Regions from separate parts of the Mus musculus genome. Here regions 2, 3, 4, 5, 6 and 7 are each linked to region 1. The links are chromatin contacts, called in public promoter capture Hi-C maps. All regions are on one chromosome and are shown on one strand. Each heading gives the region's core, a stretch centred on a gene start, on an enhancer-like site or on the middle of the called end of the contact. The rest is flanking DNA. Distances are from core to core; before and after follow the strand shown. Region 1 holds the start of Slc4a8 (solute carrier family 4 (anion exchanger), member 8). Region 2 holds the start of Krt78 (keratin 78). Region 3 holds the start of Eif4b (eukaryotic translation initiation factor 4B). Region 4 holds the start of Soat2 (sterol O-acyltransferase 2). Region 5 holds the start of Racgap1 (Rac GTPase-activating protein 1). Region 6 holds the start of Krt18 (keratin 18). Region 7 holds the start of Faim2 (Fas apoptotic inhibitory molecule 2).

Region 1 (3,343 bases), core at 703-3,202:
GAGTTTATGATGACACATTTCCTTTATGTAGTTTTTGTTGTTGTTTGGTTTTGGGTTGTTTTTTTTTTTTTTTTTTTTTGAAACAGGGTCTCATGATGTAGTCTATGCTGACCTCAAACACACAATCCTCCTGCCTCAGGAGGACTAGGACTACAGTGTTTTGTTTGGTTGACTTTGGGAAGCAGGGAAGGTAGAGTGTTTGTTCTGGCATGAAGACCTGAATCCAGACTCCCAGGACCCGTGTTAAAGCATACCAGCATTCGGGGCGGGTGAGAGGACCTCACCATAGGCTGATCCCAAGGGCTCATGGCCAGCTGATGTTCAGTGTAAGAACATGTATGAATAAATAAGGTGAATACCAGATATCAAACTCTGGCCAGCCACCACATGAGTGCTCGGGCACACACACACACACACACACAGGCATCCACACACAATTCTTACTTCTAGCCAGGGTATGGCTCAGTGGTAGAGCCTTTGCATAGCAAGTAGAAGGCAGTCCATCCCCAGAACCGCCAAAGGCAAAAAAACCAACCAACCAAACAAACAAAAACGCTAATTCTCCTTTTCTACCAGCTGGAAGAGGCAAGAGCATGGCCTATTTTTGCTCACTGTCTCCCAAACAAAGGTTGACTATAACATAGCATGTCATAAGATCAGATGGGGAAAGGTTTTCCAAGATCTTAGATCTATTTTTGTGACTGGCAAGCAAAGGCTACTTGCCGGGAAGAGGGGCAGGGTGTGTCATGCCCACTTCATTCACCACATGCAGGAAGTTCTCCATGCCTCCTCCCAGAACCCACTCCTGATGTCAACATGGCATTTGCTTCCAAGACCCGCCACCCTTCCTGCTTCGGTACTAGTCTCCGGCTCAGCTCCCTTCCCTCCTTCAAACCCTCTTGGCACAGCAGTAACCACACCTGATCGGGTTTCACAAGAAAGCCGGTGTGAGAATTCAAAAAGCTACTACTCACTGGATATCACACAATAAACTGTGTTTCACGGAGTCCTTAAAACAGCCTTGTGAAGTAAACCGTACACATATTTCCATTTTAATAGATGGGGAAACCGAGGTTCCAAGAGACAGGTAGCTTACTCAGATCGCGAAGCCTATGAGAAGCAGGTTGGAACCTGTACCCACTGACCCTTCACACCTAGTCCAATGCTTCCTAACATTAGCCGCCCCTGTTGTTCTAGGTAAGGCTGGTGGTGTCGGCGCTGTTGACACCTCACGGCTCCCCTGGTTCATGTGCATCCATACCCAGAACTTGTCAGCTGTCTGGGCAGCACGGAGGGATCCACAAAGCCGGCTACATTCTCAGGGCTGTTCCCAGCCTCCCGGTCTTTGCAAGGTTTCCTCTGAGTCACTGAGGAAACAGAGTCAAAACACAAAGACCCGCGCAAGGTCCCTGGATTCCCTCTCGTCCACCTACAGCATAACTAGGCAAGGCCAGAAGCCGGTGTGGGCCGCCAACCGGGACCCGCGGACAGAGGTCACTGCTCCGGGACACCGGGCAGCCGGCGACGCAGGGGATGCTGCAGTGCCGGCGGCTCCGGGCTCGGCCCAAGGTCACCCTCCCCGGCCACCCGGAGCGCCCCCTGGCGTCCCGTGCGGGCCTCCCCCCTGCCCTCGGGGACACGCCTGGAACCCCGGCTGGGGCAGGAGCGGGGCGGTGGGCAGAACACCGAGGCTGAGCCGGGGAGGAGCGGGAGGCGGGGCCCACCTGATAGCTGAGGACGCCGTCCGGCTCGTTGCTCCCGGCGGGCATGGCCGGGCGGAGCCTGGTCTCGCCGGTAGGTTCCAGGTTGAGCTGCAGCAGTCCGCGCCCTGTAGTCCAGTGTGAGACGATCGCACGCGCAGCGACCCCTACCCTGGATCCAAGGATCGGTCAACCATCAACCGGCGCCACCTTCATAGCCATCAGCCCGCGAGGCGCCCGCAGCAGCCAATCAGAGGGCGCCCCGAGCAGCCAATCAGCGCGCGGAGCACGGGAGGACGCTGTCCGGCGGTACCCTGGGCTACCAGGAAGAAGGGAGGAGGGCGCCAGAGAGCCAACCCCCTCCCCGCGCCGGTTGCCTTAGAAACCGCCTCCCCCCTTAGGGGGCCTCCGGGCTCCGAGGTCCTTCCTACTGCTTGCTAGGAACTGAAAATCCCTGCCTCTGTTTGCAGCTGCACCTGACTCTTGGGAAAGTGTCAGGTTTACCTGTTCTGATTTTATTCCTCGGAAGATGGGTTTTAAATTAATAGAAAATTTCCCTCCGAAACCAAGATGGCAGGAGGAAGTAATGAGAAGAGAGAGCCTTCTAAAATTACTTTTAACCCTTGAGTTAGTGGCCAGATTGAAGAGCGTTAGAGAGCAGCAGACAGGAAGCAGTCAAAGAGGCTGAGACTCGGGTCTCCCCAGTCTAAGACTGACAGCAGACAGTGGGGGTTGAGCTGAGGGTGATTTCAACGTGTCCAAAAGACATACTGTAAGACGAATTATTGTTCAGCAGCGGAACTAACCGATCTGAGGCGAGGTTGGAAAGTGAGGAGTAAGGCATTCGACTTGATCTGAGTTTAAAAGGAAACAGAGTAGGTTAACCATCCGTAGCTTGAGAGAAAGAAAGGGGCCTTTGTCTTCTGTCTCCTGAGAGTGGAGGTGAGTCCAAGCCATTGAGGGGAAAGGGATCGTGGCAATCAATCTCAGCCTCTGCCAAAACTGCAGAAAGGAGCATGACCCAGTACATGTCAAAGTTCAACCCTTATGGTGGTGCAGGCTCATCTAGCCCTCAGGAGGCTGAGGCAGGATAGCAGCAAGTTCAAGCCTGCCTAGACTTCCTGGTTAGACCTTATCTCACACAAAAATATTTTTTTTCAATCTCCACATATCATCAGTACACACTGTAATCAAAATAAGAAACAAGATTGGGCCTTAATGTCTCTGGAGCTGGGGAAATGGCTCGGTCTAAAAAGTTCTTACCATATAAGTGTGAGGAGCAGAGTTCAATCCGCAGCACCTAGGAAAACTGGGTCTGGAGGCAAAAGCTTGTGATCTCAGTGCTGGGGAAGGTAGAGACGGCAGAGTCCCCGGAGCTTGCCAGCCAGCCTCAGTCTCAACCAATCCATGATGAGCTGCAGACTTGGTGGGAGATTCTGTCAGAGAGTGCTGGAGAGACAGCTCAGCAGCTAAGGGAACTTGTTGCTGTTCTAGAGGACCTGGGTTGGGTTCCGGGTCCTCCATGGAGGCTCATAACCATCCAGAATGCCAGTCCCAGGGAATTTTTTCATCTCTTCTGAGCTCCTCAGGTGCAAGAAATAAATGTAGCACACAGACATAGATGCAGGCAGAACACCAATGCA
Region 2 (3,362 bases), core at 766-3,265, 1.2 Mb before region 1:
GTGTGAATGTGTATGTGTGTGTATATGTGAGTTAGTGTGTGTGTGTGTGTGAGCGATGCTACACACGCATCTATGGAGACTGAGGACAACCTGTGAGAGTTGGTTCTCCCTGACACCACGTGGGTCCCAGCAATTGAACTCAGGTGCTAGGGCTTGGCAGCGAGTGCCTTTACCTGCTGAGCTATCTCATAGCCCCTCAAAACAGTTTTGCATTTTCCTGATTGCTAAAGGTGTTGAACACTTTGAGATATTTATTATGCACTTTATCTCTTCTTTTGAGAACCCTCTGTTCAGAACTATAGCCTACTTCTACTTTTTTTTTTTTAAATGGATCATTTGTTTTCTTGGCTCTTCCTTTTTAGTTCTTTATTTTATATATCCTGGGTATTAACCCTCGATCAGATGTATGGCCGGCAAAGATTCTCTCCCACTTTTGGCTTTCAGTTTTATGAGGTCTTATTTGTCAACTGTTGGGCTTAATTCCTGAACGAATGCGTCTTATTGGGAAAGCCCTTTTCTGTACCTGCGTCTTGCAGGGTGCTGATTATGTCTTCTTCTAGCTGTTCAGCATTTCAGGTTTCACACAGAGCTCTGCTCAGAGTTGATCTTTATGCAGGATGATAGATATGGATCCAGTTTCACTCCTCTACACGTGGGCAAAGCTTCCTTTTACAGTGCCTCTGACTGTGGTGGGGGATATTTTGGGGCTGAGGTTTTAGTGGGGTCCAAGTAGATTCCAGGCAGCTCAGTGTGCCTCCCCTTCCTCTATCCTGGCAGCTTTCTCTTGGATCTTTTCTCTCCTCTTTTCTGGCTTCCCTGACCCCTCATACCTTGCTTGAACTTCTTTGCTACCTCTGCCTCCTCAGAGACGTTCTTCATGTCCGTCGATGTCCGTCGAGGCGATGCCGGTGGCTGGGGGCTTTTCACTCCTGGAGGGAGCGGAACCATGTTGTGCACAGCTGTCTGGCTTGGGTGGAGCACCTGTAGGGTTGTGCTAATTGCCAAGAATGATTTCCTCATAGCATCTCTCCAGCGTTTGGTGAGTTTCTGTTTGTTCTCCTTTGGAGTCACATCCTCAAAGACCCCCAAATAGTCCACCCTCAGCATTCACCAGGTGTTCGGAGAGGAAGTGGAACAGGGCCATTGTTGTCCCACTAAAGGAAACCCCATGAATCAGAGATGAGAGGCTTAGCAGTTCCCCGGGAGTAGCTGGACCACCTGCAGGATGAGGAGACCCTGCCTCAGGCTGGAGGTTGGACCACAGTAATATTAGGTGAACATCCCTGCTAGACCAGGGATGGGATCCATCCTGGGAGAATCCCAGACCCTCTGTTTCTGCTCTAGGCATAGTCTCCTAGATGCACAGTTTATTTTGGAGTGGCTGCCACTCATTTATCCACTGGAAGGGCTTCAGCTGGAGGGACCTGGGGTAGTGTGTTGGGAGGAATAGAGCACAGGATTGGCTGCTGCTGTATAGATCCTGGCTAAAGATACCTGCTCGGTGTGGGGCAGGTGCTGTCTCTTGGATGATATTGCTGGGTTGGGCCAAAGGAGGGACTGGGTGCCCTGCTTTTCTGTTCATTTCTACATCATGGTGTGTCCTTGCTGCACAACCTCTGCCAGCCTGGCTGTTCAGGGTCTGTGCTGTCTCTGTGGGGTTGGATCTCACTTTGGGAGCTGTGCTCTCCCTTGTCCAACTTCCCCATGCTACCCTCTCCTCTGCACAAACTTTTCTCACTCTTTTTCCAGGAAGCCTTCCTTGAATACCCCCCAGTAATGTTGATGCCTAGAACCGTGGCTCAGATCTTGAGATGCTTGCATGTTGTTGGCTTCTGGGGCAGGGACTGGGTCTCCTACCTCAGGCTCTGCACGTGCCACGTACCCATTCCCCAGGTGTGTCAGAGCAGGTCAGCCGCAGCAAGTGGCAGACACAGTCAGACTGAGAACATCTTGCTCTCCAAGGCCCAGCCCAAGGACGGGAGGGGATAAAAGTCTCGTGCCAGGGCCCCAGGGCAGAAGCACATACACCGTGACCATCTCCAGTCTGTCTGAAGCTGCGGGCCTGTTTGTCTCTGCCATGTCTCTCTCTCCATGCCGGGCCCAGAGGGGCTTCAGCGCCCACTCAGCGTGTTCTGCCTTTTCAGGGGCTCGGGGCAGGACTGGCTTCAGCAGCAGGAGCCTTAGTTCCTCCAGGAGATGCAGAGGAAGCTCTTGTGGGAGGGCCTGGGGGGCAGAGACCAGGCAAGGGATACGGTTTGGGCAGGGTAAGGGAGGGCCTGGATTTTCCCAGTGCCCTCCAGGGGGCATCCAAGCAGTGACTGTCGACCAGAGTCTGCTGACCCCACTGAAGATCGAGGTTGACCCCCAGTTCCAGGTGGTGAAGACACAGGAGACTCGAGAGATCAGAAGCCTCAACAACCAATTCGCCTCCTTCATTGACAAGGTGAGGGGTAAACAGCCTGGCCCCCTGCCTCTGGGCCTCTCACAGACAACTGCTCTAGACAAGATGAACTAGAGTGAGGAAATCCAACCTCCTGCCGCTTTTTCTAATCACTTCAGTGGCAAGGATGTCCTCCCAGGGTCTAGTTAGAGGCTTTCTGGTTTGCCAATGCCCCGCTATTCCATGGCTGGGACTCAGGGACACAGAGAAGCTGGCTAGTGATGAGAAGGAAGTCTGATCTCTTGTTGCATCCCATCATGGATATGCACAGGTTCTTATGGGAGGGCTTGAGGCTCCTCTGCACAGGCAGGGGTGGAAGGCAAGAAAAAGGGGTCCATAAGAGGGTCTCTAGGCTTCCCTCTCCAGAGGCTGGGCCAGGGAAGTCCCAGGAGTCTCAGGACCCTGTGTCTGGTTATAGGTGCGCTTCCTGGAGCAACAGAACAAGGTACTGGAGACCAAGTGGGAGCTGCTGCAGCAGCTGCAGGGCAATCGCAGCCCTCAGGGTCTAGAGTGCATCTTCGAAACCTGCCTAGCCCGACTCAGGCAGCAGCTGGAGGAGCTGCAGAGAGAGCGAAGGGCTCTGGACTCTGAGCTGAAGACCTATCAGGACCAGGAGGATGAATATAAGTCCAAGTAGGGCAAATGCTTGGGTGTGGTGTCTGGGGGGTGGTGCGTGATGCTCTGCCTGCCTGAGGGTCTCCCAAGTGTCCAGCACCCAGTGTTGCATGACTGACCTCCATTCTGGCTCTTGACTTCCTCTCTCCTCATTCACAAGGTTTACCTGTAATATGTAGAGGAGACTCCCACCCCCATCCAGGCCCAGAGAGACCTGGGGAAAATGTTGAAGGCTCTCTCCAGAGGGCTGAAGCCTAGCCACAAAGGACCATGTATTTGGTCAGGACTGGGAAGGGCTTATTTAAAC
Region 3 (3,703 bases), core at 751-3,250, 1.3 Mb before region 1:
TTAAGACACTAAACTTTAAGCCAAGGAGTATTTTTCACTGATTAAAATACGTTTTTGTAATTTGTAGACGATCCTTTTAGCCATCAATTCCAACTTCGTTCTTGTACTTACAATCTTAATGAGCCCAGCTAGGAACCTGGTGTTTCCAGGACTGTGACTCTGTCTGATCTGCTACCTGCAAACAACGTGACCCTCGACAAATCTTTGAGCAATTTTTCCTCAGCTGGAGAAACCACCAGTTCTTTACATGCTCTCACAGGCTTGTTCAATTAAGTGCTCTACTAACAAAAGCTGTTACCCAGGGTTGGGGATTTAGCTTGGAGTGCTTGCCTGGCACGGCCAAAAACTCTGTTCAATGTCCAGCAATGCAGGGGAGGAAAGGAAGTTCTCATGGCCGAAGGCAGTAGATTCAGTGAGAAAGTTTTCCAAAGACAGAACCCGATTTCCTTGTAATATTAGAAAAGATGGACTTCTGGTTAAGACACTGAATGTTGCCAGGCGTGTTGCTAAACACCTTTAATCCCAACAACCCCAAGGCAAGCCTGGTCAGATAGTCAAGAGCTAAATGAGAGACCTTGTCGCACAGTTTAGGCACAGCAATCCAAAAGGTATTTTTAACAGATTATGCTATAAAAAATAAACTAAAACGAAAACTAATGCTGGGTGTCTAAAAGCCCTCTGGTATTCACAGGTCCACTGCAAATGCCAAAAAAACCCAAAAAGCAAAAAACTTGGAAAACAAAACAAAACAAAAAAACAAAACCCGAAACGACCTCCACAAACCTCACTTGCAATGCAGGGAATATACATTCCACCAAACAAACAAACGCACGCAGAACCTCTAGCCACTATTTTAATAGCACCTTCTGGAAGTTTCCCAGTTATCTGGGAAAATGACAAAAGCTGAATCCTGACACTAAAACTACCCAAAAAATGGAAGTTCTATATAATGCAACGCCCCGATTTCCTTCCCCACCTCTGCCTGGCATATAGTGTGCACTCAATAAAAACTGTTGGTTGAATCAAGAGGTGGAAAGAAAAAGGCACAGGAGAAATCTAGGTGTCTATCCCTACAGCACCTAACACGTGGGAGCACCCTGGGTTCCCTACCCCCAACTATAGTGGGGCCAAACCTAATATGCGTTCGCTTGGGAGTACAGCGGCCGTGCCACGCTCCCAAACCGACTAAAGCTTAAAGTACAAGGTCATAAACGAGCAAAAGCCAGGTCCATCCAGGCTTCCCATCTGGAGTCCAGCAGCGCGTGTTTCTGAGGCGCGCCTTCTCCACCACCTCGCCTCGTCGCCCGTGCCGCGCACGCGCACCGCTGCTTTCATCGGCCCCTCCACAGCCTCGCGCTCGCGTTCTAACTGCACCCCCCCGCCCCCACGAGGGTCCGCAACGGCCTCGCGCCTTGGAGACCCGGCCCAATGTGTTCCGGTCCGCGCGCCAACCGCCTCCTTCCTCCACCCGCGCCTTGGCGCGGGCGCGGTGCTTCACGCCTTTGAGAGCCTCGCGCCTCCCGCACGTCTCTCTGTGCTGCCTCCTCCAATTGAAGGCAGGGTCCACCATTTCTGCCTACTCCAACCTCGCGCAACGGGGTGAAAAGGGTGTGAGGGGGAGGGGAAGGCCTTCCCCTCCCCCTAGACATCCCGAGGCGGTAACCTCAAGCGGCCATGCCGCTAGCCTGCCGCTGCCCCCAGGTCCGAAAGGAGCCGGTGCCTCCTGCCCCCGACCTCCAGCAAGGAGCGGACCAAGCCCGGAGGCTGTTTCCGAGCCTGGTCTTTGGCCACGCTCGGCCGCTCACTCACCTGAGGCCGCCATGTTGGGAGAGGGAGAGAGAACGCAAAGGACCCGGATGAGGCAGTCACGTGATTATAGCGGGCGCGACGGGCTTGGAGACGTGAAACCAGGAGGGGGCGGGGAGCCGAGGACGGAGGCAGAAGGCGGGGCGCCGCCGCCGCGCTGGGTTCGTAAAGCAGCGCGAGGGGGTGGCGCGGCGTCCGACGGGAAGACCTGCGCGACATGTGGCCGAAGGGGTGGAGTCTGAGCTGTCGCGAAACCCTTCGCTTTACGTCGGGCCCGGCGCGGCCGTCCGGTCCGATCTGCGCCCGGGGCGGAGTCTCCTGGCGCACAGACTTGTGGGTGCTGGATCGGCGCGAAGGGCGGGGTCGCACTTGCTGATTCTATGGAACAGAGTGGACTTGGAATCTAGAATGGGTGTGCCACAATTGATTTTTTCCGAAGGGAAGATTCTGAGTTTCTTTTTAAATCACTTTTTGTAAAGACAAAGAAAATATAATGTTCCGTAGAATGGTTTCAATTAAGAAGGTAACATTTGAACCATGGGCTTTTGCCTCATTTAACCCTCCAATGGACTGACAAGGGCCAGCACCGAGTGGCTAGCCACATTTCTTACAGCGAATGCTTCATTTTTTTTAAAAATATATATTTCAAAAAGTGAAACTATTGAACACCAGCCACGTGCCAGGCACTGTTTAACAGACATTTGTGGATATAAAAAGGGATTAAAACTACCTTGAATAAAATACTACAAATGATAAACATTACAGGTAAGTAGGCTAATAGAGTAAAAGGCAGTTGGGTACAACTCCAGATGGCCTGCCCCTCTACAAGAACAGGGAACATTCTTAGCCACTGAGCCACAATTCCAGCTCCTAAAATTTTTTTATGACCCTAAAACATACAAACCATAAAACAAACAAAAAACAAACAAATAAAAACAGGGGTTGGAGAGATGGCTCAGCGGTTAAGAGCACTGACTACTCTTCCAGAATTCCTAGCACCCACATGGCAGCTCACAACTCTAACTCCAGTTCCAAAGGATCTGACACCCTCATATAGACATACATGCAGCAAAACAGCAATGCACATAAAATAAAAATAAATATACTTTAAAAAATGATTTGCAGAAACAGGCATGGTGGCACATACCCTTAATTAATTTATTTACTTATATTTAATTTGGTGTTTTGAAACAGGGTCTCTCTACATAGCACTGGCTGTCCTGGAACTCATTATGTAGACCAGGCAAGACTTTAAATTCAGAGAGCCACCTATCTCTGCCTCCTGAATGCTGGGATTAACAGTATTCATTACCATGCCCAGCTGGCACACATCTCTAATTCCTACAGTTGGAAGGCAGACAAAGGCAAATCTCTATGTATAGAGAGTTTGAGGCTAATTTGGTCTACATATCCAGTTCCAAGTCAGCCAAGGCTACATACACACAGACCCTGTCTCAAAACAAAACTAAACAAAACAAAATAACCCCTAAACCAGCCAACCAAACAAAAACAAAACAAGAAGACAGAAATACTTTTCTTAGCTCAGTATGGAGCACCACATACAAAAGTGGTAATCACCGTGCTTGGTAGATTGAGATAGAAAGATCAGTGGAAGGCAAGCTTTGACTACAGAACAAGTGAAGATCAGACTGGGCTACAAAGAGACAACGAGATCATTTGTCAAGGTTTGATAGCCGTACCTACCCAGTCCCTCTCCTTTAATTTGCTATTGCTTTTCCCCAATGGTTTTCAGCCTGACCACTGTATTAACTTCCTAGCTGGGTTTCTTGCCTGAAGGCTTTGTCTACTGCAATGCATGCAGAATATGGCTGCCACACGTCTTCCTGGAGGAGAGATCTGAACAGTTGCTGAGAAACATGGCCACACTGACATGGAC
Region 4 (3,726 bases), core at 665-3,164, 1.4 Mb before region 1:
CACCTGCCTCTGCCTCTGCTTCCCAAGTGCTGGGATTAAAGGCATGCGCCACCACACCCGGCTCAAGCCCAGTTCTTTTTAATTTATAGTTGTAAGCAAACCTAACAGATTATTTATCTTAAGTGTGTGTGTGTGGGGAACGCCAGGGCCAAGAAGTGGGAGTGGGTGGGTGGGGGAGCAGGGCAGGGGGAGGGTATAGGGGACTTTCAGGATAGCATCTGAAATGTAAATGAAAAAATATCTAATAAAAATTGAAAAAAAATTGTGGATAGGGGAAAGAAATCTAGGTTGGCATTATCCAAACAATGTTACCAGACAATTTAAGTGAGGTTTTTGAATATTTATACAAAAGCTGCGGCTGCTAAGATATTCCAGTGGGTAAAATAATTTACTATGTAAACCTTGTGACTTGATTTTGATCATGAACTCACAGTGGAAGGAGAGAGCTGACTTCTAAAAATTACACAGACATATACAGACACACAGATACACACAGACATACACACACACAGACAGATACACACATACAGACACACACAGAGACAGATACACGCATACAGACACACACAGACATATACACACAGACACACACACACACACGCAGAGAGATACACAGATGCACACAGAGGAATGCACAGACACACACAGACAGACACACATAGACACAGTACTACTACTACTACTACTACTAATAATAATAATAATAATAATAGGGCTAGAGAGATGGCTCAGTGGTTAAGAGCACTGACTGCTCTTCCAGAGGTCCTGAGTTCAATTCCCAGCAGTGGCTCACAACCATCTGTAATGGAATCTGATGCCCTCTTCTGGTGTGTCTGAAGACAGCTACAGTGTATCATATACATTAAATAAATAAATAAATAAATAAATAAATAAATAAATAAATCTTAGATAAATAATGATTGGGGGGGTTTGTTTGTTTGTTTGTTTGTTGAGACAGGGTTTCTCTGTGTCGCCCTGGCTGTCCTGGAACTCACTCTGTAGACCAGGCCTGCCTCTGTCTCCCAAGTGCTAGGATTAAAGGCATGTACCACAACTGCCTTGGCTACTTTTTATTTCTTAGACAGGGTTTTCTGTAGCCCAATCTGGTTTGGATGTTATTGTGTGGCCAAGGGTGACCTCAAACTACGGATCACCTGGTCTCTACTTCCCAAGTGCTAGGATTACAGCTGTATGCCATCACACCAGTTGCCATCACACCAGTTGCCATCACACCAGTTTTATGTGGTGCTGCGCATCAGGTAGATTGGCACTCTACAAGTTTAGCCACATCCCCAGCCTGTCCTTTATGACTGCCGTGATCCCTCACCTCCATATGTCGAGTCCATTGCACCAAGTCTGGGGTTCCGTGTGTCCTTGCGTTCCCTAGGAGGAAGAACCAAAGGGGACTCACTAGGGAGGAGTTAGGTGTTCTGTGTGCTCACAGCCTCCGTTCCCAGTCAATATTTAGAATCGTGGGTAGAGCCACTAGCCAGGGAAGTGACACACACAGTGGCGAGAAAGAGCCTGATGCAATTGCTGGAAACAGGGGACCCAAAACAAGGAAGTACTCCATTCACCCCTAATGAAGGCCAAACCACGCTCTGAACATTTCTCCATTGCCAGTCCGCGTGCTGGGGGGAAAAGGGCAGAAACTGCCTTCTCTGGCTTCCCAGAACAGCCAGAGGAAAGGAAGTGGCCTTAGCGGCTAGCTCTTACACACACCCATCTCAGGCCCGCCTGAGTGTCTGGAGCGTGGGGGATGGGAGGGCGGCTCACCTTCTCCTCCACGGGCTCCCTTCTCCTGCTCCTCTCCCAGCCCTTCTCTCCTCCGAAGCTGGGGCACCTTTGGCTGCATGGTGCCAGTGTAGAGCGGACAGCACACAGCTGTTGTCTGTCTTCTTCCTTTCTTTCTTTCTCAATCTACCTACAGAGCTTGTGTCCCACTCAGAGATCTGACAACTCCAGGGACTAAAGTCCTTTCCGGAGCCCCGTTGAGGGTTAGATAGGTTATCTGCAGGCAGTGTTTCTCATACTCTGGCCCTGCCTGTGGCTTTCACAGCTCTCTCACCACAACCACTATGATCAGCTTCACGCTATTGCTATTTCACTTTCGGGAGTGAGTCTGTGCATCAGGTTGTGAGGGGGACTTTGCTTCCCCGAGGCTTATCACATAGCTTGGCTCTTCCTGGCTCTCTCTACCAAGACTGAAGGTCAGGGAGGGACCAGAAACATCTTCGTGTACCTTGTAGTCATTTTTCTGAGGGCACAGGATGAGGCCTGTAGTGACATGTGTGTGCAACAATATTTTTGTCAGGAGCTCTATTTGTGTCATGTGTGATGGTCGAGGCCCCTCAGTGTCAGCTCTTCCCTACACCTTGGGTTACCACATAAGCAGAAAGGGCAGACACACACTTATTCAACAGTAAATAGCGCCAGGGGTTGCCTTGCCTACCTATGTAACTTCAGGAAAGTGGACCAAACTTTTTAAGCTTCTTCTGAAAAAAAAAAAAAATTATGGGACAAAATGTCCCTACGTCATCAGGTGATTGCCAGCACAAATAAGGTAGTCTGGAGGTAGTCTGGATAAACCATACAGAGCCTGAGCACATTTGTTTCTTTCTGGTAGGCAGTAGGGCAGGTGAGTGCCTTGGGAGTTCCACTTTGGCAAATTCCTGCTGGGGATTAACTATTAATCCTCCTCCTCCATCAGTCCAGAGGTCAGTGATAGAAGCAAGATTGTAATCACTGTGATCTCGGACTGAGGCCAGGATCTCAGTCAGTCCCACAAGGGAGCTCCGGGTGGGTATCCGGGTGAGGATAAAGAAAGGGCTTGCTGCCTGTGGCAGTGGCAGTCTACTGTATTCCAAGGGCAATGGAAGAGGCTGGCTGTGCTCTGCAGGGAAGGTAGAAACACTATGACCAATGGGAGACAGTGAGCACGAGGCCCCAGATCTGAATGAGACAGACGCAGAGACGTAAGCCAGAGACACCCCCCCAATACTGTTTTATTAGTACACAAGCCAACAGCAATCTTTCTAACTAGCTGTGTAAAGGCCCAAGGGTGACAGGGACAATGGGGTGGGGCGTGAAGGTGGGTCTTGGGGCACAGAGTTATTCATTGCTTCACATACAGCTCAAATGACAGCCCCCTGTTCCTGCTGGCGTCCTGGAGGCTCCCTCGGGGCTTCACCCACTGCTCCTGGCAGAGCACTGAGTGCTTCCTTGACCATCTGGAGACACTGGCAAAGGCTGGCCCATCGGATCCACACACCAGCAGGGGCCACGGCGATTCCCCTGCGAGGAACGACACTGGGGAGAGAGGTGCAGGTCAGGGTGAGGTCCAGGCTTTGAGCAGGAAAGCATCTGAGAGCTCTTAGTTGCTTTACCTACTGAATAGGGCCCACTCTGCTAGGCCAGAGCAATAGCTTTCAAAATGCAGTTTCTGTCAACAGCCCAACATCACTTATGTTAGAAACTTGTGTTCACAGGCTAGCCCAGACCTACTGAGTCACAAAATGCAGAAGGGGCTCCACCAGCACCAGCTCAGACGCCTCCAGGTGATTCCCCAGGGCTCCCATTTGAGGCCACCACAAGGCCTTATCCTAGAAGAGACTTTAAGTCTCCCATTGCAATTGTTGGCCTTTGTTTTTCTTTCAGATCACGCTAGAGATGGAGCCCACAGTACTGCTAAGCAGAGCTTTGCCAACGAGCTATAAACTTCTTTTC
Region 5 (3,733 bases), core at 116-2,615, 1.1 Mb after region 1:
TTGGGGGAATGGGCAGGAAGGATGTTTGGGGCAGACGGAACAGCAAGAGTTCTGCAAGCGCTGGATGCTAAGAGTAGCTTGGTGCACTTCAGGACCTGTAGACAGGAGGGAGTCAGGAGGGGCAGCTGGAGAGCCCGGAAGCCCAGGTTAGGGGAGCCCTGTTAAAGACCCTGATCTTTTTTTAAGGAGGAGAAGTGAAACGGTTAATGGTTTTCAGCAAGGAAGAGCCATGGTTGGATCTGATTTTTTGTTTGTTTTAGGCTGGTGTGAAACTAAGTAGCAGAGGCTGGTCTTAATCCCTCAGCCTCCACGCCCTAAGTGCTGGGGTTTCGGGTGTGTGCCACCACACCCACCCAGAACTGCCTTTGAAAATACCACGGTTGTAAAGAGTTCGAGGAAGGGCTCAGTTCCCTTGGTGGTTAGACTTCTGAGGCAGGCCAGGCTGGCCTTGAACTTACAGAAATCTGCTTCTGCTGTGCTGGGGTTAAAGGGGTGTACCTGGATCACTGTTTCTAGTAAACTCTAGCTAGCCAGTATTTTGTCAAGTTGCTAGTAGCCACACCTACCAGTAATTAGTAAATTCAGGAAGGAAGGGACACCAACACAGAGACATAACAAAAAAAGGAACAGAAACATTGGGAACACACTAATAGATTAAGATGAATAGTTTGCTGGTGTACGTAAAAGGCATTTCTGATGTTGGGTCCAGATCTTTCAAAGTTTCAAAGCCTCTGTACCAATACGACGCCAAATTTTAAGTGCCACTTATTAAATGGAATTATAACACTTCATTTTGCATTTCTATTTGTTTTCTTGAGCTGTCTTCCCCCATTCATAGCTACTGGAAAGCAGAGACCACATGATCGGTATTTTTTTCTGATTCCTAGCAGAGTGCTTGCTATGAAGTTGGCATACTTACTGTGCATCAAATAGAAGTCTGAATGAATGCGTGAATGAATGGAGGGATAATTATAGCTCAGTAAATATGGTTAAAATGATTGCTGCTCTGTCTCCTTCTGGAATTCTTCCTATTCTACAGTGAGACCCGAAAACTATTCAGTTATTAGTTTCCAAGGGTCCTATTTGACTGCGTGGGGAAACAGGAGGCAAGAAATAATATGCAATTAGTCAACAGGTCATTAGGATAATTGCAAGAAAGGAAGCTGGAGCCTGGAATGTGAGTCCTACACGGGCCACGAAACACCCACTACTCCCGCAAAATTGTGTGTGTGCCCTTAGTCAAAATGGCCGCCTTTCGGGCGTCTCGCTAATGTAATGCGCATGCCCATTCCGTTTTGCGCCCGCCCCCTGGCCCTGACACTTGCGTCTTCGTGATTATGAGCTCCTCTGTGATTGGCTGGTGCGTGATTTTGAACCGGATCTGGCGGCGCGGTTTTACACTGCCGTTAGTGAGGCGCGTCGCTGGTAGACAGCAGCCCTCCTGGGGCGCGGCGGCCGGAGAGTGAGCGCCGCGGGCCGGACGGGGTTGCGTGTGCGCGGGGCCGGGAGCCTCGGTAAGCCGGTCGAGGTCGCGAGCGAGCGAGCGAGCGGGCGGCGGGGAGGCGGGCGAGGGGAGGGGGCGGCGGGACCCGGCTGCTCTCGGCGTGGCGCTCCTTGCAAAGTCGGGGCGTCCTTTTGAGGCGTGGCCGGCCGGGTGCGGGTGTGGTTCCCTCAAGGTGGTCTTGGCGAGCCCCAGTGCCGGGCGTGGGAATGGCGGGGAGAGCCCCCTCATACCCTTTTCCGAGGAACAGTCTCTTTTGAGGGAGAAATCAGGTGTTTGGGGAACCCGGCGGCCTGACGTGGAGAGCCTCTACCTTCTAGGCTGTCTCCCACAAGGCTCATTAGAACATCCCTAGTTGTGGAGAGTTGGAATGTTGCAAATTCGGAGCCTATCTCGGGTGATTTTTTTTTTCCAGGCCCCCCCCCCTTTTAATAATTTATTGCCCACCTCTGTCACTGACCTACCTACTGTTCTGTGATTTGCATGTGAAACCCTTTGGGGTGTATTAATTTATATGAACAGCTTCCACCAACAGAAAAGCTAAGACTTGTTCTTAACTATAAAACGTAGTGAGAATGGTTATATCACAACGTAGTATTTTGGTATTCTGGATTCATGTTCACTAGCCAGGGTCACTTATATTTGGCTCACTCATTTCCCTTGGAATGAGAGCTTTGTTTTTGTGCCTCAGAAAGAGAGGAAGAAAGAGAGGAAGAGGGGGAGAGACTGACTGCAGTACTCCCAATAGTGTATCGGAAGGTTATTGGATTTACTGTTTACCTTTTAAAGTTCTATCACTCCTAAATAAACTGGACTCCGTGTATGTGTGGTAGTGTCTTATGTAGCCCAGGCTGGCCTCTTGTAGCCAAGGATAACCTTGGACTTCTGAGCCTCCTGTCCTTGGAGTGCTGGGATTACAGGCATTACAGGATAACTTGGAGATTACATGTGTGATCTGCCATTCTCAGTATTTGCTGTGTTGAGGACAGAAACCAGGGGCTTGTCATGCTAGAGAGACATGGTATCAGCTGAGCTACAGGCCAGCACAATTGTACATGTAATTTCACGTAAGACTGTCTTCTACTAACCTTTAAAACCTCTGTGGACTGATGAGGCTGCATGTCAGGCTGCCAGGGTGCAGTAAAGATAGGGACTCTTATGCTGTGTTAGACTTCAGTGCTGTCTGCTGGTCAACTTGGCTTTTGGGTTGATGAAAGGTAGGTGTGTGTTTGTTTCTGTTTTTATTTCTATTCTGAGACAGGGTTTTGCTGTGTGTAACAGCTCTGTATGTCCTGGAACTCTGTAGACCAGGCTGGCCTGGAACTCACAGAGATCTGCCTACCTCTATGTCTCCTAAGCACTGGGATTCAAGGTGTGTGCTGCCATTCTCCGGGTGAAAGGTAATTCAGGCCAAAATTTCATCTGATAGTCACAAGGAGGTGTCTGGTGTGTTAGTGGAGCTAAAGATCACTCAGATAATTTGGCTGCAGATCTGAGACATTCTATCAAACTCTCCACAAATACAGACCCTCCAATCTTAGCCTTATACTTTTTTGGTTCTGTTTGGTTTTTGTTTTTTGAGATAGCTTTATAGAATTATAACATTGACTTTTACCCCTGGGTTTCCCCCCATATAAGGTTTTTATACCATGCTACATTAATAAAAAACCTGTTGCACCAAGCCTTGGGCACTGTTCTAGATACCAGTGGCTCTGCAAAGTCCTTGCTTTCCAGACAGTAAACTAAGTGAACATATCAGGTGGAGACAAGTGCTCTGGAGCAGAAGCAACCAGGAGTTATGGAAAATAGTGTGGCTGGAAGAGACTTCACTGAGAAGTAAACTCCCAGGGGTGGGGTGGATGGGGACTGGATGAGATGGGGGGACTGTCCATGCTAGAGATGGCAGCAGAGAGTAACCGGAAACCGGAGTCCAAAGAGAATGACTAGATCAGTGGTAGCCCAACTCTTCAGTGCTTGCTCAGTGGAGACAAGATGCTAACAATCAAACACAGTGTGTGCCCTGCTATGGAGCTCTGATGGAATATGCTGGGCAAAGGGCTGGCTGAGGGTAATGAGGTCTGTGTTGTGCTCTTTAAAGGTCATTCTTTTCCCCTCCCCCAGCATATATTCACATTGTGAGATCTGTCTGTCTGAGTTGCAGTCACTAGGAAAAGTGATTGCTGAGACAGACTCTGGGTGGGCCTCACAGGAAGCAGTCAGTGTGCTGAACTT
Region 6 (3,373 bases), core at 209-2,708, 1.3 Mb before region 1:
GATGAAGAGCTAACTCAGTAGTCAATGAACCCTAACCTGAATAAACTTCGGAAAGGAAGGAACCCTACTCTAATACAGTTCTGGGAGTAGGCCATTCTTAGCTCCAGCTGCAGCCCCGGACTTACTTGACTCTAAAGTCATCGGCGGCAAGGCGGGCATTGTCGATCTGCAAGACGATGCGGGCATTGTCCACAGAATTCGCAAAGATCTGGGTGGATTAAAGTGGAGAGAGTCGCTTTGAGAGTTCCGGGTCACATGAGGGTGTGTGTGTGTGTGTGTGTGTGTGTGTGTGTGTGGAGAAGTGGGGGATGAGAAAACACGTCTTGTGTTTCAGTGAATCCATCCCAGTCCCAGGAACAGTCAGAGGCGTGTATTTCTGTCTTCCCTTCCCACCTGAGCCTCCTCTCCCTTCCTGGATTCCTTGCCCCTCTGCCAGGGCCTGCACTATCTGGATTGCTTACAAAAGAGCAGCTTCCAACAAGATTTCTCTGATCCTCTCCTGGCATCTTCTCCAGGTGCACCTGCTAACCCCCCCCCCCCCCCCCGTCCTGGGACGCGCCCCCCCCCCCCACTTGTCCCGCTGGCCCCTCCTACAGGTAAGCTCCTGTTTACTCCTAGATGACTCAGCCTTAGCCACATCCGCTTAACCCTCTAACTGTTCCTACTGGAAAAGAAGTGAGTGTCTGAGTTCATTTTATGATTCCCCCACACACACCTTTTTATTTTATTTTTTTTCCAATCCTGTTCTCTTCCCACTACACTGCTTGGGGGAAGCCGGCTCGCGTGTGTAACCACTACGCTTGGAATTCCTACAGGTTGTGGGTGAGAGTCCAGAGTATTCCTAACTCCGTCCCATAGAGTGTGTGTGGGGGGATGTGGTGAATGTGGAAAGAGTGGAGGGAGTCAACAGCCCACACTCTATTCAAGTTTGGGGGTGTGGGCACACTGGATAGACAGAACAGCCCGGAGCTACTGCCCCTCCCCCCTTAGGCCCCTTACCTGAGCCCTCAGGTCTTCGATGATCTTGAAGTAGTGGCCCCAGTCTCTGACGCCCTGGGGCCCCTTCTTCTCCAGATGTTCCCGGATTTTGCTCTCCAGTCTCCTGTTCTCAGTTTCCAGGCTCTTCACCTTGTCTAGGTAGCTGGCCAGGCGATCGTTCAGGTCTTGCATGGTCTCCTTCTCGGTCTGGATTCCACCCATTCCCGCCAGGCCTGCGGACCCCACAGAGCCACCCCAGACAGAGCGGGACACGGATATCCGGGACCCGGAGCCCCCAGCACCTGCATAGACGCTGGCTGCGCTGCTGGCAGGCCGGACCCGCTGGCTGGGAGTTCGCACAGAGCCCAGGGACCGGTAGTTGGTGGAGAAGGTGGTGGAGCGAGTTGTGAAGCTCATCTTGTCTGGAGAGGAGAGCGAAGCGAGAGACCAGAACAGGAGTTCCGCCGCGGAGGGTGGCAGTCCTCGACCTGTTGTTATATCGCCGCGGGAGGAGGTAGGGACCTCCCCCAGCAGGCCACGCCCCAGCCACCGGAGCCGGGGGCGCCAGGATCGGGATTCCTGTGACCTAACAGGTCGCAGCCCTTCTCCACTTCTGCACACGCCCTCAGCATACCTGCCATCCTCACCGACACAGGGAGTGGATAACTAAGGGGTGCACAAAGGATAGCAGGTGGTGTTAGCCCCTGAGTGTCTGTTTTCAGGGCAAAAAATGGCGTTTTAAATATCCGTTTATTCCGGGCGTGGTGGCGCACGCCTTTATCCCAGCACTTGGGAGGCAGAGGCAGGCGAATTTCTGAGTTCGAGGCCAGCCTGGGCTACAGAGTGAGTTCCAGGACAGCCAGGGCTACACAGAGAAACCTTATCTCGAAAACAAACAAACAAACAAACAAACAAACAAACTCCATTTACACAGACAGAAGAGGGGTTCACTAGGGTGAAGATTTTGTGGCATGTCGCCAGCTTAAGTCTGGGGGCAGTCCTAGAACCCCAGGAATCCTGGGGAAAGAAAATTGGGAGCTCAAAAAGAAGAGAAACACGAACCTGAGGGCAGGTCTCTTGGTTTTTCTGCTCCGGCCCCATGGTTCCAAGACACTGCTGTGGCTCCATAGGGAACCGTGGAAATACATATCCTCAAACGCGTGGGTACACATGTCCTCATTCAACTCATTCCCTGGAGGCTTTATCGGGGCCTTTGTGATTATGTAGAAGAGGTATCCCTATGTCTGGACACCTACCATTTACCTCCTCCTCCTCCTCCTCCTCCTCCTTCTTTTTTGAGACAGGGTCTCATGTAGCTCGGGCTGGTCTTGAACTTTCCATGTAGCTGAGGATGGCCTTCAACTCCTGATCTTCCCGTCCCACTTTTGAAGTGCTGGGATCCCAGGCATGAGACTCCATCACTTTCAGGTTACAGGGTGCTGAGGACCAAACCCAAGGCCTCATACTCCTCAGGCAGACCACTTTACCAGCTGAGAACACAGCCAACCCAAGAGCACATAGATTTAACCAGTATTTGCTAGACACCTTCTAGTAGCTATGGGAACAGCAAGGAAGAGAGAACCACTGTCCTTCCTGTAGATTATACTGTGTCTGGACAGGTTGGGGTCTGAGTCCATAGACCAGATATGTAGAAACAGCTAAGTTTGAACCAGATTGCCTGCCTCTCCATCCCCCACCTCAACCTCTGCCACCCCCTTGCATCTGTCCCCTTCTCCTGCTCCCCGGGCCTTTTCTTCGGTCCTTCCTGGTCAATTTTTATAATGCTTTCTGGCTTTCCAGCTTGTTTTCTGGGGGAAAGAGCCCCTCTGCACCCCCGCACCCCCTCCTCGCCAGCTGGATGACCACTCCTGCTGAATGAGGAGGGAGAAACCCTGAGGTTGGAATCGGTCAGCACCAGGAGCCCGTTTTTCCGGCAGGACTTGGTGTTTGCTATACCTGTGGCCATGCTCTTTGCTCTGGAGTGGACCTATTGATCCTTATCGAGCGAGCGGCCAGCTGAACTGACTGTGTGAGTGCGAGCACACAGAAAAGTAAAATCAGAAGAGCAAGGGGGAGGGGGAGGGGCTACGAAGAACCTAGGTCAGCAGATCAGACTAGAGGGAAGCAAACACAGGGCTGATGCATGCTGGGTGTGATGGATTGTTCGAAGCCTGCCTCCTTCTGGACCGGAAAACCTCAGCGACTCCGTGGGACTTGGCTGGGGAGCCTGGGTGTTGCCAGAGACAGCCAGGCAAATGGAATGCAAAATAACATACAAACAAATGCCCACTGGCTTTGCCTAAAAGCTCCTGGGGAGGGGGTGTGTTTGGAGATCCCAGGCTTTCAATTTTACAAACTCTCCCCCCCCCACCCCCCCCACCCGAGTTCCACAATT
Region 7 (3,584 bases), core at 38-2,537, 1.2 Mb after region 1:
ATGGGGGAGAGAGAACTAAACAAAACCAATGTGAATCTGAGATAACAGTTGCCACTGGAAACTAAAAGAATGGATGGGAACTAAAAGAAGGGTCCAAGGTACCCGGTTCGGAACTGTGACTAAAGGATGAGGGAGAGCTCTCCACGAAGACCATATCTCAGCAGCCATGAAGCAAGCGAGAAATCAAAACTCACTGTGCCCTGGGTAACAGGCCCTAAGCTGGGTCTGTGTTCTCTCATCCAGGAAGAGCACAGCCTGCACCTCTGACTGCAGGCTCTGCGCTGCTGTGCCAGCTATCTGAGAATGTTACTAGCAACAATCCATTTGAATGCTTTTCACACACCTGCACCTGAAAAAAAAAAAAAAAAAAAAAAAAAAACCTGCTACAGTAAGCTCAGTGCTGAGACAAAGACTCCCACAGAGCAGAGAGCTGCTTTGGGATGACAAAACTATGTAACAAGAGCAGTAAAGCAGGCACAGGGGCTTCCTGAGGCAAGGAGGCAAGTGTAGAGAGGGAGAGAGAGCATTGGCTCAGCAGGAACAGCCGTGCCAGGAGCCAGGGACGACCTGGCAAAGAAGGGCTTAACATGCAGGGGCTGGGGACTACATGACTAAAGGGCAGAAAGCTATCAGCCACTCCTCTCCAGGATATATTTCCCACCTTCTCCTAGGAGATTTGACCCTCCATCCTGCTCTCAGTGCTAGCCCTGGGCCTCTGGGAGACCTGAGGCAGTGCATTCTGCTTCCAGGCTTCACACAGCTCCCACCCTGACAGAACTTGTGTTCAGTGTGCTCTTGCCACTATTACCCATAGGGCTTTGCAACCAATGGAGAACACAGTCCTGCTCTTAGCCTCCTTCTCATAGAGAGATGCTGTAGCTCAGAGAGGGTAAGAGTCTTGCCAAAGTCACACAGCCAGTAGCTGACTAAACTGGGGCTTGAGCCCAGCTCGTGAGATCTGAATCTCACAGAGGCACTGTGGGAACTTCAGAAAGTAGGAATCGGGGTTGACTGAGCCCCTAGGATAAGGCTAAAGAAGAGGGTAGGTGGACTATAGAATGAAGAGAGGATGGAATTAAAATGATGGAGGCTGAGAAGGAACAGATAGAGGAGAGCAAGAAGGAGCTTTGAAGCAGAGCTAGCGATGCCTCCAGAAGTACCTGTCTCAACAAGGATGAAAGAGACAGCAACTGCATTCTCCCAGACACGTCAGGGTGTGGGAGGGGGCGCTATTGCTTCCATTTTACAAGTGGGTAAACCAAAGCAAGGGGAGAGCTGGGGGCTGCTGGACCGGGAGCCCTGGTGGGAGGCAGAGTAGGCAAGCCATCCAGAACTTTCTCAGTCTATGTGAACGCTGAAATAGACGATGAGAGGGCTGTGGAGATGGAGACAAATTGAGGCCATTCGAACAGGGAGGGGGGAACAAGGCCGAAGCTGGTGGCTGCTTGCGCTGAGATGAGGCCTTTATACAAGCTCTGTACACTGGCAGACAGAATCAGCTGGTCGGGTGTCAGGGAGTCCTGGTGCCTCCTCCCACCCCTGTGGACCCATCCACCTGCTGCTCCACGGCGCAAAGCTCCCCGGTCCCCTGGGATGGCTGAAGTGTGTGGGAGAAGCAGAGGAGGCCAAAGCGCATGTCTTGCCCTGCTCTCAGGTCCGCAGCATCCTGCGTCCGCAGCAGCATCTTCCCAGGCCCTCCCCCTCCCCCCGTGTGCGGATGGTACGCTCCGGTAAGCCTGGCCGGGTTGCAGTGGATGTTGCTAGAATCCACGCGGAGGAAAGAAGAGACGCAGGCAGGCTGCGGTGACCCAAGCGGCCACCCCCGCTTCAGGGACCCCTTCCTCGAGAGAAGACATCATGACCCAGGGAAAGGTAGGGGCATGTCCCCGCCACCTGCACCATCCTTCACTCTCTGGACCCCTACTTCCCTGCCACCCTGGGAAAGCTTTCTGAACCTCTTTAAGCATCTTCCCCTGGCTCCAGTGCAAAGGTTCTTGTGGTCTTTTGCTGATGTCAAGAGGACCAAACAGCCCATTTCAAGGAATAGGCTTAGGACTTTTTCCAACCCCAAGGCTCCCTTCCCCTCTTCTGTCTCCCACCCCTTGTTGTGGCATCACAGAACTCAGAGCCTTGGGCCTGGTTAGTAGCCAGGCTGGATGAAAGAAGGAAGGAAAAAGGAAGGGGGTGGGGGAAGGCAGGGGGAGGGAGGAAGAGAGAGAGCCCTTCTTAGGGGGCAGGGTGAGCCTTGAGGGGCAATGCTTGTGAGTGTGTCTTTAGTGCCAGACCCATCCACCTTAGTTAGGGTGATCTTTCACTCCTTCCAGACACCCCCTAACCAACTCCCTTCACTATTCCACTCTGGATATCAGTATATATTTCCTAGGGTTGGAAGTTACTATGGCAACCCTGCAGAAGGATGCTTTGATTTTTGTTTTGGCCAGACATGGGACTGGCTGGAATAAAAACATATTCTCCTGCCTCCCCACATCAATATACCAATTTTAGGTCTGAACTACAGGGAAGGGCCTGGGTAGCCTCGGGTGGTGCAGATGGCTTATGTAACATCAACAGCCTGTGGAATTACACAACCATCAGGGCCTAGGGCGAAGGGGGAGGGTCCTCTAGCCCTCTGTTTAGAGGTGCTAGGGATTGGATTCAGCAGGGAAGGCAGAAGAAGGACCTCCCTAAACCTTGCTTTTTTTTCCTTGATACCAACCTCAGAACTAATGGCAGCCCTGCTCAGATCCTCTGACCCTTCTGTGTTCAAGCTTCTCAAAGGCCTCAAAATGATGTCATTGGGTGATACTACTTCCTGACACTGGCCACTTGGGAATGCCTCCTGTGAGGGGTGGTGGGGTCCCAGAGGTCCAGGGGTGGGATGAGTGGAAAGGTGGGGCTATGGCAGCTTCCTTAGACATGCCCCCCTTTAGTCTAAGTAATGAAGGGAGCCAAGGAGCCTGGGCTCCAGGTCCCATTTCCAGGGGGTAGGAGACACTGAGCTGAGCCCGGGAAATCGAAGCCTTCCCTTCCACGCTCACCCCGTTCTAGTGGTTAGGAGCCAGCTCCTCTTTCTGTTCTGTTAGTTAGGTACCTCAGTTCCTCAGCTGCTTGCTTCCACACTCCCACAGTGTTATTTTGGGGGGGAGCGAGGTGCTATAAGCCTCCTGAGGTCCAATCACCTCTGGGCTGTAAAGGGAGTGAAGTCCGGGGGCTCCTTGATTGTCTCCCTTGCAAGGACCACCTGTCTTCCTCAGCAGCCTGTCAGCCTCAGCAGGACCTCCTGCAGCCAGACCGAAGTTGCCCTGTCTGAGCCTGGCCTTTCTTTGGTTTTTCTTGTTGTCATACTCTCTGGTCCAATGTTTCCTTCCCTGTCACTCACAGATGTCACTGTTTCACTGAGCTGCTGTGTCCACTGTGCCCAGCCAGGGGGGCATAGATTAGTGGAGGTGGACTGGAGTTCTTAACCCACCCTGTACAGTTCCCCACTGGGTCTCCGTTCCTTGTCTCACAGGAAGGAAGGGCCTAAACTAGCTGTCTTCTCCAGCTCCTCCAGCAATGACGTTCTGACGTTCTGTCTGGCTGAG

What was found. Promoter capture Hi-C pulls out the DNA fragments that hold promoters and counts their contacts.
Region 2: a contact with region 1 is called in a promoter capture Hi-C map of 3T3-L1-derived adipocytes, with 6 times the contacts expected there. The contact joins the promoter of Krt78 here to the promoter of Slc4a8 in region 1. A contact is called at or near these places in 2 of 39 promoter capture datasets (the 3T3-L1 cell line and 3T3-L1-derived adipocytes).
Region 3: a promoter capture Hi-C map of the SN4741 cell line shows a contact between it and region 1, with 5 times the contacts expected there. The contact joins the promoter of Eif4b here to the promoter of Slc4a8 in region 1. A contact is called at or near these places in 5 of 39 promoter capture datasets (the SN4741 cell line, hippocampal neurons, liver and 1 more) and 1 of 115 datasets of contacts at active chromatin or transcription factors (astrocytes).
Region 4: a contact with region 1 is called in a promoter capture Hi-C map of hematopoietic stem and progenitor cells, with 5 times the contacts expected there. The contact joins the promoter of Soat2 here to the promoter of Slc4a8 in region 1. A contact is called at or near these places in 19 of 39 promoter capture datasets (the 3T3-L1 cell line, 3T3-L1-derived adipocytes, the C10 cell line and 13 more) and 1 of 115 datasets of contacts at active chromatin or transcription factors (embryonic forebrain).
Region 5: a promoter capture Hi-C map of hippocampal neurons shows a contact between it and region 1, with 2.6 times the contacts expected there. The contact joins the promoter of Racgap1 here to the promoter of Slc4a8 in region 1.
Region 6: a promoter capture Hi-C map of pre-B cells shows a contact between it and region 1, with 8 times the contacts expected there. The contact joins the promoter of Krt18 here to the promoter of Slc4a8 in region 1. A contact is called at or near these places in 11 of 39 promoter capture datasets (the 3T3-L1 cell line, 3T3-L1-derived adipocytes, embryonic stem cells and 6 more).
Region 7: a contact with region 1 is called in a promoter capture Hi-C map of liver, with 3 times the contacts expected there. The contact joins the promoter of Faim2 here to the promoter of Slc4a8 in region 1. A contact is called at or near these places in 2 of 39 promoter capture datasets (hippocampal neurons and liver).

Annotation. Positions count from the first base shown.
Region 1 is chr15:100,760,356-100,763,698 of GRCm38.p6, reverse strand. Slc4a8 (solute carrier family 4 (anion exchanger), member 8) reads right to left here and starts at 1,952. Exons shown (of 25, transcript NM_021530.2): 1 at 1,725-1,952. The coding sequence starts at 1,769. Gm52175 (a long non-coding RNA gene) reads left to right here. Exons shown (of 3, transcript XR_003951485.1): 3 at 773-1,010.
Region 2 is chr15:101,952,940-101,956,301 of GRCm38.p6, reverse strand. Krt78 (keratin 78) reads left to right here and starts at 2,015. Exons shown (of 9, transcript NM_212487.4): 1 at 2,015-2,443; 2 at 2,859-3,073. The coding sequence starts at 2,078.
Region 3 is chr15:102,072,070-102,075,772 of GRCm38.p6, reverse strand. It overlaps Eif4b (eukaryotic translation initiation factor 4B), which reads right to left and starts at 2,000. Exons shown (of 15, transcript NM_145625.3): 1 at 1,810-2,000. The coding sequence starts at 1,822.
Region 4 is chr15:102,148,763-102,152,488 of GRCm38.p6, reverse strand. Soat2 (sterol O-acyltransferase 2) reads right to left here and starts at 1,914. Exons shown (of 15, transcript NM_146064.1): 1 at 1,777-1,914; 2 at 1,328-1,383. The coding sequence starts at 1,855. Igfbp6 (insulin-like growth factor binding protein 6) reads right to left here. Exons shown (of 4, transcript NM_008344.3): 4 at 2,977-3,309. The coding sequence ends at 3,187.
Region 5 is chr15:99,649,288-99,653,020 of GRCm38.p6, reverse strand. Racgap1 (Rac GTPase-activating protein 1) reads left to right here and starts at 1,365. Exons shown (of 17, transcript NM_001253808.1): 1 at 1,365-1,514.
Region 6 is chr15:102,026,301-102,029,673 of GRCm38.p6, reverse strand. Krt18 (keratin 18) reads right to left here and starts at 1,458. Exons shown (of 7, transcript NM_010664.2): 1 at 1,000-1,458; 2 at 126-208. The coding sequence starts at 1,395.
Region 7 is chr15:99,525,868-99,529,451 of GRCm38.p6, reverse strand. It overlaps Faim2 (Fas apoptotic inhibitory molecule 2), which reads left to right and starts at 1,287. Exons shown (of 12, transcript NM_028224.4): 1 at 1,287-1,872. The coding sequence starts at 1,858.